2 separate regions of the Sus scrofa genome follow, and region 2 is linked to region 1. A link is a contact called in public HiChIP or PLAC-seq data. All regions are on one chromosome and are shown on one strand. Each heading gives the region's core, a stretch centred on a gene start, on an enhancer-like site or on the middle of the called end of the contact. The rest is flanking DNA. Distances are from core to core; before and after follow the strand shown. Region 1 holds the start of NEPRO (nucleolus and neural progenitor protein). Region 2 holds the start of ATG3 (ubiquitin-like-conjugating enzyme ATG3).

Evidence for each region. HiChIP or PLAC-seq counts read pairs in DNA pulled down with a chosen protein or histone mark.
Region 2: a contact with region 1 is called in an H3K27ac HiChIP or PLAC-seq map of alveolar macrophages. The contact joins the promoter of ATG3 here to the promoter of NEPRO in region 1. A contact is called at or near these places in 1 of 5 promoter capture datasets (fetal liver) and 2 of 2 datasets of contacts at active chromatin or transcription factors (alveolar macrophages and skeletal muscle).

The regions. Positions count from the first base shown.
Region 1 is chr13:146,898,541-146,904,030 of Sscrofa11.1, reverse strand. It overlaps NEPRO (nucleolus and neural progenitor protein), which reads right to left and starts at 2,021. Exons shown (of 9, transcript XM_003132674.4): 1 at 1,813-2,021; 2 at 1-6. The coding sequence starts at 1,915. All of the region lies in intron 5 of GTPBP8 (GTP-binding protein 8), which reads left to right.
Region 2 is chr13:147,274,763-147,280,895 of Sscrofa11.1, reverse strand. It overlaps ATG3 (ubiquitin-like-conjugating enzyme ATG3), which reads right to left and starts at 1,786. Exons shown (of 12, transcript XM_003132682.6): 1 at 997-1,786. The coding sequence starts at 1,068. SLC35A5 (probable UDP-sugar transporter protein SLC35A5) reads left to right here and starts at 1,510. Exons shown (of 7, transcript XM_013982457.2): 1 at 1,510-1,803; 2 at 2,600-2,749. The coding sequence starts at 2,620.

The sequences.
Region 1 (5,490 bases), core at 772-3,271:
AAAGGTCTAAAGCAGAGATGTTTAGTTAGACTTAATATGCATTTCTACATTTTAAGTATAGCATATAAAATGTACATTGAAAGAAGCATCTTCCCTTATTTAATAAATCAAGAACAAATTAATGTCATCATTACTGTCATCATTAATTTGTTCCTGTAGGAACAAAATGATTTCAAGTATGTGAGAAGTCACATAGGAAGGAAGGAAAATGGTGCCAGATGATATCAAGTCCAAGAAGTCACTGAGAGAACATGTGTTAAACTAGTATACTTAACACCTTAAGTACCCTGAGGTGGGAAACATGTTGTGTACTTCTCTAAACGGATAAATTAATTCTCTTAAAAATCAAAGGCACTGTATTTGGGTACTGCTTTACAAATATATTCAGAAAAGAGAAACCACTGTTAACAACTGGAAATTATGTAATTTATGTGACTGAACACATGGTACTTAGTAGAATGAGATGATAGCTTTTTGGTCCGAAAAGCTTTGAAGTAGAAGATGGAGTTAATGTGTTGTCTGTGGCTCTCAGGGTAGTACTAGCCTCCTAAGTGGAAGTAACACAGAGGCAGATTTCTATAGAACATAGAGAAGTTTCTTAACCGTCCCAGCTATTTGAGGCCAGAAAGGGGTGCCTTTGGGATAAAGAGAGAGCTGGTGAATTTCCAGGCCTAATAGGAATCATGTTAAGGAATTTTTGAATAGAGGATGGGGGAAGGTTTCTTGTAAACTGAGCAGGATGGATGGATAGGGCTGGGGATGTGATGATTAGGTAAGTTACAGGTATTAAATATTATTAATAACAGCTATCATTTGAGTATTTATTCACTGTATCAGGCACTGTTCCAAATACTTTACTCTTCCATCAAAACAGTTCTATAGGAATTCCCATTGTGGCGCAGCTGAAAGGAATCCGACTAGTATACATGAGGATGCGGTTCAATTCCTGGCCTGGCTTAGTGGCTCAGGGATCCGGCATTGGCATGCGCTGTGGTGTAGGTCTCAGATGTGGATCGGATCCCCCATTGCTGTGGCTGTGGTGTAGGCTGGTAGCTGTAACTCTGATTCCACCCCTGGCCTGGGAACTTACATATGCTGGGTGTGGCCTTAAAAAGCAAAAAACAAACAAAACCCCCAAAAAACCAAACAGCTCTGTAAGGCAAATACTGTTTTACCCTCATTTGGAAATGAGCTGAGACCCAGAAATGTGAAATAAGGACACTCCCATCCCTCACCCTAGCTCCAGCAGAGGAAGAGCCAGGTTTTAAACCCAGACCAAGCTCCTGCTGCTTGATAACGGCAATGCCACCATACACTGATATTTCACTTCAGAGCATACTCACCTAAATGACATCATTATATCCTCCCAACAACCCAGTGATGGGCAGGGAAGACTAACCCTATTTTACAGAAAAGAAAGGGGGATCTAGGAAGAGTGCGATTTAAGTGCAGAGTGCTTGAGTGACCCGCCGCTCCTCGGTGGAAGAGGTCGGGAAAGACTGTGGAGTAACCACGGCTCTTGGTGGCCTGCGTCAACAGAGGGTTCCCAGGCAGCACTTTTCCCTGATGCTAGCTGCGTTCGCCCCTCTCTGCCTTTTCGGCGCCCCATGGAAGCCCTGCGGTCGGCACGGTGGGTCCAGAGAACAGCAAAGCCAGAGGTCCCCACAAACGCCCGACCCCAGATGCCGCACACCGCCGTCATACCCAGCGTCCCGCGGAGTCCGGAAGTCCCGCCCCTCGCGCACGTGCGCCGGCAGCGGCCAGACGCCTCCTGCGGAAAAGCCTGCGCCCCTTATGGGGCGCCTCACTCACCCAGCGGTGTGTCAGGGTTCTGCACGATTACTGTACTGCGGCTGCCGGCTTTGGGGATCCTCACGCGGTTCCACAGTTCCGGGCTCGGCGGCAGCGCAGCCATCTTGAGAGACAGAGGAGGACCTGGAAAAGGCGGAGCTGGGCGAGACAAAATGAAACGACGAAGCAGGAGACGTCCGGGGCAGGCGGGGGAGGGGAGGTTGAGGAAGAGGGAGAGGGGGCGGGGCCTGGGGGCGGGGCGGGGCCTGGGGGCGGGGCGGGGGAGGGTCCTTTACGGAATCAAATGCGGTGTACCTGAACGACCCAGAAGTCATTCAGGCGCTGGTCAGGTACCAGAATATTTGGGAGATTTGCAGATGAGGGGGTGAGGCGGAGCCCCATCCATGTACTACTCAATCAAAATCTCTGAATAAGGCGAGGAATCTGCATTGTGTGTATGCTTCTCCAAGGGATTCTGAGGCGCAATCAATTTTGGAACTATTTCAAAGCATTTCACAAATGTGCAGAGTGAAGCTCACAGTTTAGTTGGTGCATACACCTCTATCTCCACCCCAGACATTAGGGGGAAAGGAAGAAGGGAAATAAGGAGGCAGAGTTTACATTTGTAACATAAGTGATTTACTTTGAGTTAGTCAAGGACAGCTCTACCTTGAGCGGCAACAAAACCACGATCACATCACAGAAATTGGAGGCCTCTGACTCTATCAACCCCATCTTCTGTCAGCGTCCAGAACAAGTTGATATCCCAAGCAGTGCTGACCCCCACCTCTCTAGTATCTAATAGTTCATTTATTTTCAGCCACCCTGATGCTACTTTACTAAAGGCCCCCACTGCAGTGCTAAATTACTAGCTCCTCCAAACCTTAGTATCCGTATAGATAAAATGATGATGATAATACAGAATGATAAAGTACTCAGAGCTGAAAAGTGTTTTGGAATGGTGCCTGGCATACAAACAGTACTCTTAGCAGAATTAATATTGTTAATATTTTTTTACTGTTTAATGCAAATAGACTTGTCATAACACTTTCCATGCTCTCTGTTTATACCTTTATACATATTAATTTCTCTACCTGGACCATTTCCCTTAAACACAATCTCCCCCAGCTCTGAGTAATTCTTCCTGAACATCCCTTTCCCACTCTACAACTTGATGTAGAGACCCCTTTATGTACTACCTTAATGCCCTGTGTTGGCTTCTGTATTAGCTTCCTGTTGCTGCCATATAGTCACTTACAGTTATATTACATTTCTGGAACTTAGAAGTCCAAAACTGATCTCACTGGTTCAAGGTTGGAAGCGCTAGTGGAAAATTCATTTTCTTGCTTTTTGCAGCTTTTAGAGGCCACATGTTCATGTTCCTTGGTTCATGTCTCCATCCTCCATTTTCAACGTCAGTAGCAGAGCATTTTCCAGTCTCTTTGCACCTTCTTTTTCTCTCTCATCCTCCTGCCTGCCTCCATCTTAAAAGGACCCTGGTGATTATTTTGAGCCCACCAAAATAACCCAGGATGATTTCCTCATTTCAGAATCTTTAACTTAATCACATCTACAAAATTTGTTTTGTAATGTAAAGTAGCATATTCATAGATTTGGAGGATTAGGATTTGGACATCTTAGAAGGGGGCATTATTCAGCCTACCACAAACTCTCACAGAATTTACCTCACTGTACTATATTAATTTGTATATTTGTATGCCTCTTTCTTCAGTGGTATGTGGGCTTAATGTAAATATTGTAAATAATGTAGGTTATTGATCTCTATATAACAATGCTCAGCTCAGAGCCTGACATGTAGTAGGACCTCAATTAATTTTTGACAGCTTTATTGAGGTAAAATTGGTATGCCAAGAACTGCACATACTTAGTGTGTACAATTTCACTAGTTTGTCAGTATTTAATGGCTTAAGTAAGAGACTAGGTATTCTTGAATAATGCTTTTGATGAACAAGTAGGAATTTCCCAAGCAGATAAGAGAAGAAGACATTCCTGACAGAAAGATGGTAAACAACGTGGGTTGAAGAATCAGTCATCCTGGATGCATCAGTATTGCTGGAGCATGATGTGTTTTGAGGGATAAAGCTGGGAGTAATGGTGTCAGGGACAGAATGTGGATTTACCTTGAAGGCTGGTGGCTCTCAATCCTGGCTGATCATAATAACCTGGCTAGTCTTTTAAAAGAGAAAAACTTCAGGCTTCACTTTAGAAATTCTTATTCATTAGGTCTGAGTAGAGTTCTAATCTGTGTTTTTAAATGCTCCTTGTGATAGTGGCCTATATTAGGAATCCCTTATTGCAGGTGACAGAGAAGTCATTGAGTCTTAGGCTGGGCATTTGTGGTCACCTTGCATCAGAGGACAAGCACTCTGGAGAACAGATTTGAAGGAGATAAGCCTGGAGAAAGGGAGGTAAGGGGATCTATTAAAAGCTGAGGCAAGAGGGAATGAAGGCCTGAATTCAAACCCTGGCACTGAAGATGGACACTGACTTATTTAGATGTCTAGTATTTAGGTATATAAATGTCTAGTATGACTTTCAGACTTTTGCCTTGAGTTTGAGATGTCACATCCAAAAGAAGAACAAATTTAAGTAGTTGGCAGGAATAGAGAGAGAACTTTGACATTCTGAGTTTGAGATTGCCTGTGGGCCATGTTGATACATAAAACTGACCATGATAGAAAATGATTTGATCACCAGAATAGGCCAAGGGAAATGGGGCCAAAAGAGTGAGTGAAGCTGGACCTACTAAAGAGATGAAGGGAAGAGAATTGATGAAAGAAGATGCATTATTCATTCAGCAAAGTTTTGGAGCATCAGCTGTTTGCCAGACACTATACTAGGTCCTAAAGGAAACAAGCAGTGGTGGAATGAAGTGCTTAGGTAGAGGGTTTGTCTTAAAGATCAGAAAGCTTTTATTTTCTGAGCCAGGGAGAAAACTAAAGATAGCTTTATACATGAGTATGTTTGAGGTGGGGGAACAGAAAGATGAAGGAGCTTCAGTGGAGTAGGATTTGCAACCATTACCCAGAGCAGAGGGCAGGGAGATGGGTTCCAGGTGAATGGTGGAAAATTAAAACCAGAGCCTGCTTGAACTGGGGGATATGGAAGAGGCATGGGCTCTGTATTTTACAAAGAAAGTAAGGTTTTAGGGTCATGCTTTAAAAAGTTTGAATTTGTGAAGAAAGACTGCCACAGACACACATCGCTGTGAAGTAGATGAAACCCTGTCCATCTCATTAGTAATCCAAGAAATACAGACTAAAATAATTTTGGAGTATTATCAAGTAGACCATAAGTAAAAAGCATCATGTCCCATGTTGGGCTTTGGACAAAAATTTATATATGAAGTTATCCTTTGTCACAATCATAAAAATGGAAAATGATATATCACACAATGAATCAGTGGTTTTCAAGTATTTTGGCAGTGGAATTCTTTTTCCTCACAAAAATCTTAACATGGAAATCAGATATGTAAAACAAATGAAAGCAGAATTGCAGTGGTTAAGGGTGCAAGGTAGAATGCAGGGTCCTTGCATTAAGGCCTCTTCCTAGGAAAGAGACACTTCCTAGGAACAGTTTGGAATCCAGTGTTGTAAATAAATGAATTTTTATTAATGAGAGTACTTTTAAATGATACATTAAAAGCAGCTTAGAAAACTATGTACAATGTGATTCCAT
Region 2 (6,133 bases), core at 537-3,036, 380 kb before region 1:
TGGAGGTTCCCAGACTAGGGGTCTAATTGGAGCTATAGCTGCCAGCCTACGCCAGAGCCACAGCAATGCCAGATATGAGCCACGTCTTCGACCTACACCACAGCTCACCGCAAGGCTGGATCCTTAACCCATTGAGCAAGGCCAGGGATAGAACCTGCAACCTCATGGTTCCTAGTCGGATTTGTTTCCGCTGCGCCACGATAGGAACTCCTAAAACATTTTTAAGAGTTTTAAAAGAAAAACTTGAATGCACTTCTAGAAATGCATCTTTGAAAGTAAAACCAGTCATTCTTCTAATAACTAATGTTACAACTTTTACTTTAAAATATCTTTAAAAATGTAAATAAACCAAGTATCTAGAAGGGTCAGCCTACTCCTTATTATCATTGACGTCCAAGATGAATAACTAGTTTCAGTTATTTTAAAAACTTGGAAAGGGGGGTGTTGTCTGTTAGCTGGGTTAAATGGTACTGAAAGAAATAATGTTGCAAATTTCACCTTCTTTTTCTGAAATCTAGTAATTTGGGACCTTAGTCACAACTTACTATTTCAAACCCCTAATTAAAAGAGACTTACTATGAACTTTGAAAGAAAAAGGTGACATCTCATTTTAATACCAAACTGATTTCATTTTTTAAGATAAGCAAAATCTTCATTTCAGTAGTTCAAAAGACTTCCGACGTTAGGATTTAACGTCCTCAAAAATCACTTATCTACGGACCACCATCCAACCTGATTGTACCAAGAGGAGCTGAGTGCTGACGGGTGGGAGACAGAAGTATGCAGAGTCGGTCCAAATTACCCAAGAGCCAGAGGAAACACCTAGGGAACAGCTAGGTAAGACCGCAGGTAGGGGCTGCACCTTTTCCCGTGTACCATTCCTACCGCCTTCCCACACTTTTTGCCACCGGAGAACCAGGTGACTCTCCAGGCGCCCGGCCCTAGATCCCTGCAAAGCCAAGCGTGTGGGTGACAGTCCCTGACAAGCCCACTTACCTTGAGGACCGGGGTCAGGTACTCAGCTACTTCCAGTGCCTTTCCCTTTACCGTGTTAATCACATTCTGCATCCTGGGGCCGGAGGAGCGGCCGGCCCCGAGACAGAGTGGAAAGGACAGCCGGACAGGGATCGGGAGTCAGAAAACGTCCCCGCCGCCGACGACTGGCCTCGACACCCGAGGCGACGAGACGCGACGAGACGCGACGGGACGGACGGGACGAGGGGGAGGGGCGGCCGGCGGGGCGAGAGAGAGCGGGGAGCGCGCTCCTCGCGCCCCAGGCAGCGCGCGGTGGGCCGGGCCCAGCTGTCACCAGGCCGCAAGGGAGAGCGGTGGGGCCGACTTAGGGGGAAAAGCGGGCGCACGCGCACCCTCGCCTTCTCAGGGGCTGTCTTCTCCGCCTAGCTTCACTCGCACCCCTTCCGGCTTCTCCTTCCTCCTCTCACTCTCTCGCCGTAGCTCCGCCGCCACCTGGACCTCACGTGACAGAGGACTCTCCCGACACGTGACGCGAGAAAGGCCGCGCTTGGGGCGGGATCGGGTCGCTTTTCCCCTCCCTCCGGAAGCGTAACACTGAGCGCGCCTGCGCAATGGGCGCCAGGTCCGCTCTTTCTAGCGTCGGGTAGTTATTGTGCTTTCTGTTCCAGAATAGGAGGGTTGGGTGCAGAGGCTTATTCGCCTTTCTTTTCCACCCATAGCTTCCCTGCCTATGTGCCCTAAAAGCTGCTGCTGTTGCGGAGCCAGACAGTTACTGCTTTAGCTCTAGGATGCATGCTCTTCCGCAGGAAGCTCTTCGAAGGGACCAAGGTAACAGCGCCCCCACCCCGGGGCGGGGTGGGGGCAGAGGCAAAAGAATGCGCGTGCGTTTGAGGGGAGGGCGCACGGGTGACAGAAGGCGTTCCTAAATCGTGGAGGGAAACCTGCCCTTCGGGTGGGGAGGGGTGTCTTTTTGGCTTTGGTACACTTGGGCCCACTAGGCTGTGGGTGTTGGTACTTCCAGCCCATCTCTCACCAATACCACCGGCTCTGCGCTCCATTAAACTGGCATGCTTTGGGCAGGGTAACTACTCAGTGTAGAGTCTAGTGTCTTCAACATCTCAAAAAAGGGCCTTGGAGTCATTGATTTCTAAGTTCCCCTCTGCTTCCAACACTAGTTGGAAATTAAAGTAACAGCAGTGTTTCAGATATTTCCATTTTGGTCATTATTTAACGAATCTTTCACTGCAAGTTCTTTTTTTTCCTCCTATGGAAAAGCTGCTACTAAGGAGAAAAATACAAATCTGAAATTATCTTTTAGACCACAGTTGCTCATAAGAGTGAAAGTTAAAAGAATTGTTTCTCTGCAAAATTCTGCAGTCCCAAACTGTCCTTTTGTCAGCACTTCTAATCTAGCCCTTGCCTTTTCTGTGTCTAGAGTTCCCCTTCCTATCAAATTTTGACTGTTTCATTTCCTTTCACCATAGTTTTTCTTGTAGTTCTCAACTTTTTTGATTTTGATATAGACATCTAAAAAATTCCTTTTCTGTTCTTCACAAGTCAGTGGTATGTACATTATACTTAATCGGCTGTCAGGGTTGTTCATGAACATGTCCTTCTCTTTAAGGCAGTTGAAAAAACAGTGAAATGGAAAGCACATGTTGTGGTCTTCCAGTGTTATGCTCCTGGTCAACAATGTATGCATTCCTGCTAGGGGTGGTATTCATTGCTTTAAGCTCAAGTCGCATCCTACTTGTAAAATATTCAGCCAATGAAGGTAAGTTAAGACTTGGATTATGTATGGAACTCTGCCATTTAATCACCCATTGTCTTTCTTGTCTTTGGTTTCCTTGTGTGTAAAATGGGGATTATATCCTTAAAAGTACTCTGCTTCATGTGAGTAATAAAGCATGATTCAATTTGGTTCTTTAACCTTTCATACCTTAGCAAGAAAAATTTTTGATGCTGAGTGAAATTTGGGTCAGGCAAGTACAGAATCAAACCCTTAGCAGAATGGATCATAACATCTGACTATTCAGTCAACAGGTGTTTCTGGGCCTGTAGCAATATGTATTATAACTTATCTTGAAATATGAGATATTTGTTGATCCCCTGGCATTTATAAGATAGTATTTTAATTACATTATCAATGAAACAGTATAGGTTATTAGCTTTGACAAATACATACTCAAGAAATCTTGTTCTTAACAGAAGAATTTGTATTTAAACAGTTTTATTCCATAAAACCTTATTGAGAATCTCTCACTAGTTATTGAGGACACATAAAGTTGGATACTGTGACTGTTAATGGTCTGCTTGGGAAGTCAGATATGTATATAAGTCTCTCTTTGGTTGACCTTTCTCTGCCAGGCACTAAGCTAATAAATATTAGTAGCAGGGTTCAAAGTACATAAGATAGACCTTATTCTCAAGGATTCACAGTTTATTAGGAGAGAAATACATGTAAATGGATTATTAAAATACACTATAATAAGTTTAGTTTTATACCAAAATGCAGAGATAGTTCAGAGTAGAAAGTGTATATATTCTGACTGGGAGAGCATGATGTGGGCTGCAGAGAGGTCAGGGAACAGTTCCCTGATAAGCTAACAGTTGATCTACAAGAAGACAAGGTAGGCAGCTGTATTCAAAACAGAAGCAACAGCTGTAAAAAATGAACAGATGTATTAAAAAGTAGGAATGAATTTCCCACTGTGGTGCAGTGGGTTAAAGGATCCAGTTCCATAGGTTGCAGCTGTAGCTCAGGTTCAATCCCTGGCCTGGGAACTTCATATGCCTCGGGTGTGGCCATAAAAAAAAAATTTTTTTAATTGAGAAAAAAAAAATCAAACTTGGATTGTGAGAATATGTAGTTCAGAATTACTGAGCTGAAAGTTTTAGGGACTTGGAGGAGGTGGGGGAAGGATTGCTTGGCCTGAGAGGGAAGCAATGATTAGATAGTTAAGGACTTCACAGGCCATGCTATGTGTCTGGGACTTTTTCCTTTAGGCCCCAGAGATTATGGGACAAGGAATACTTGGAATGTAAGTGGGAGGGTTAAATGAGAAAGACTGTTATGGTAGCTGAATGGAGAATGAACTAAAGAGGAAGAAAAATAGCCAGTTAGGGGGTTATTGCAAATCCAAGCTACAGATGATGAAAACTAACCGAGGCTTAGAAATAGGAACAGAGAAGAGATGATAGATTCAGGAAATATTTTACGCATAGAATGACAGGACTTAGGGAATATATTAAATGTGGAAATTAAAGGAAATGAAGTATGGGATAGCTCAGAGGTTTCTGATTTGGAGAAAAGAGTTTCTCCAAACTGGTGATGTTCAGCTGAGATGGAGACTAAGGAAGAACTGATGGGACAGACTTCAGGGAGATTAGACAGTTTTAGCTTTGTACCTTTCATGAGGCTGTGTCCTGTTCATTGCAGTATCCCGCTGTATCTAGCACTTCAACACTTCACACGTGTGAAGGAAATGCCAGTTAAGTGAGTAAATAGGAGATAGTTATTCATATGGATATGTTTAGTGAACATTAAATGTCCCAGGATGCAGATTTGGAAACATTAAATTGACATTTAAAACCCAAGGAGTGGAGGGCTCCTTCAGGGTAAGCATGCAGAATGAGAAGATAAGAAAGAGCCAAGGACAGAACTCCGAGGAATGCCAACATGTAACAGGTGTGCTAACACTCAGAGGGATGCTGAGAAGGAATTAGATGAGAGAACTAAATGTTCATGATTTGTAGAAGGGAGTTTGAAGGCTGGAAGGGAATTGCAATATCACAATAAGATAAAGATTAAAACTTGCCCTTTAGAATTAGAAACTAGGATATGTTTGGTAATCTCAGGGACCAGGTATTTTGAGTACAGTGGTGGGGTCAAAAACCAAATTGCTTGGGGACAAGACCTGAGTGGAAAGTGGGTAAAGTGAAATAATGAATGTTGACACTGTTTAATGGAAATAAGGAGGACGTATGGTAGCTGGAGGGGTAGGATCTTCTGTTTTGTATTTCATTTGGCAAAGTTTTGAGCGTATTTATAGGCTGAGAGGAGGAAGGCAGTTAATAGAAATATAAAGGAGATATGCTGAAGCCGGAGGAAATGTTTATTGGAGCAAAGCCTCCGAAGAGAAGGGAAGGTTTTAACAGGATGGGTGGATAGTGCGGCTCTGGCTCCTCTTTCTGGCACTGAAGGGAAACCAGTAAGAATGGATGTAATGTAGATAAGGTTGTGAGTGCTGGCCGGAGAAGAGTGGAGGGAGGTCACACATGATGCTGTGACACTATAAGAGAAATGCAAGGGAAAAAAAAAAAAATGATGAAAAGTTGTGATCTGAAGCCCCACCCCACCCCCACGTTTTTATGTGTTCACTCATGTGTCTCATGCTAGAGAGTAATGTCAAGTATGATTGAAGGATAAGGGAGTATGATTTCAATCTAGCTTTGAGCTCAGAAAAAGGAGGAGGAGAGGTTTTTTGTTTTGTCTTTTTGCCATTTCTTGAGCCGCTCCCATGGCATATGGAGGTTCCCAGGCTAGGGGTCGAATCAGAGCTATAGCTGCTGGCTTACACCAGAGCCACAGCAATGCTGGATCTGAGCCACATCTGCGACCTACACCACAGCTTACGGCAACGCCGGATCCTTAACCCACTGAGCAAGGCCAGGGATCGAACCTGCAACCTCATGGTTCCTAGTCGGATTCGTTAACCACTGAGCCACAACAGGAACTCCAGGAGGAAATGTTTTTAACTAGGCTTTGAATAGATGGAGAAAGTTTAACCGGCAACTAAGTGCCTACCAAGTGCAGAACACTATTAACTCCCAGATCTAGGAAGGTGACTAACATGGTGCCCATCTTGTAAGTATCCTTACAGTTTTTAAGGATAAGACATACAACATGAATAACTATAATACAGTGTTACAAGTACTGTAGTAAAGGTTTACAGGTAGTGTTACCCCAAAACTGGGTTCACTTGGTGAGTCTTGAGCCAAAAGACGGGAGAAGGAAGGATTTATCATCACTTGCATCAAGTAAAGAGAACACCAGGGCTATTTCCCAAAGCAGTGTCTGTCCAAATAGCAAAACTGGGGAAGTTTTAAGCTGAGGGTACATGAATATTCATGAAGGGGTTTTGGTGGTCAGCAGAGT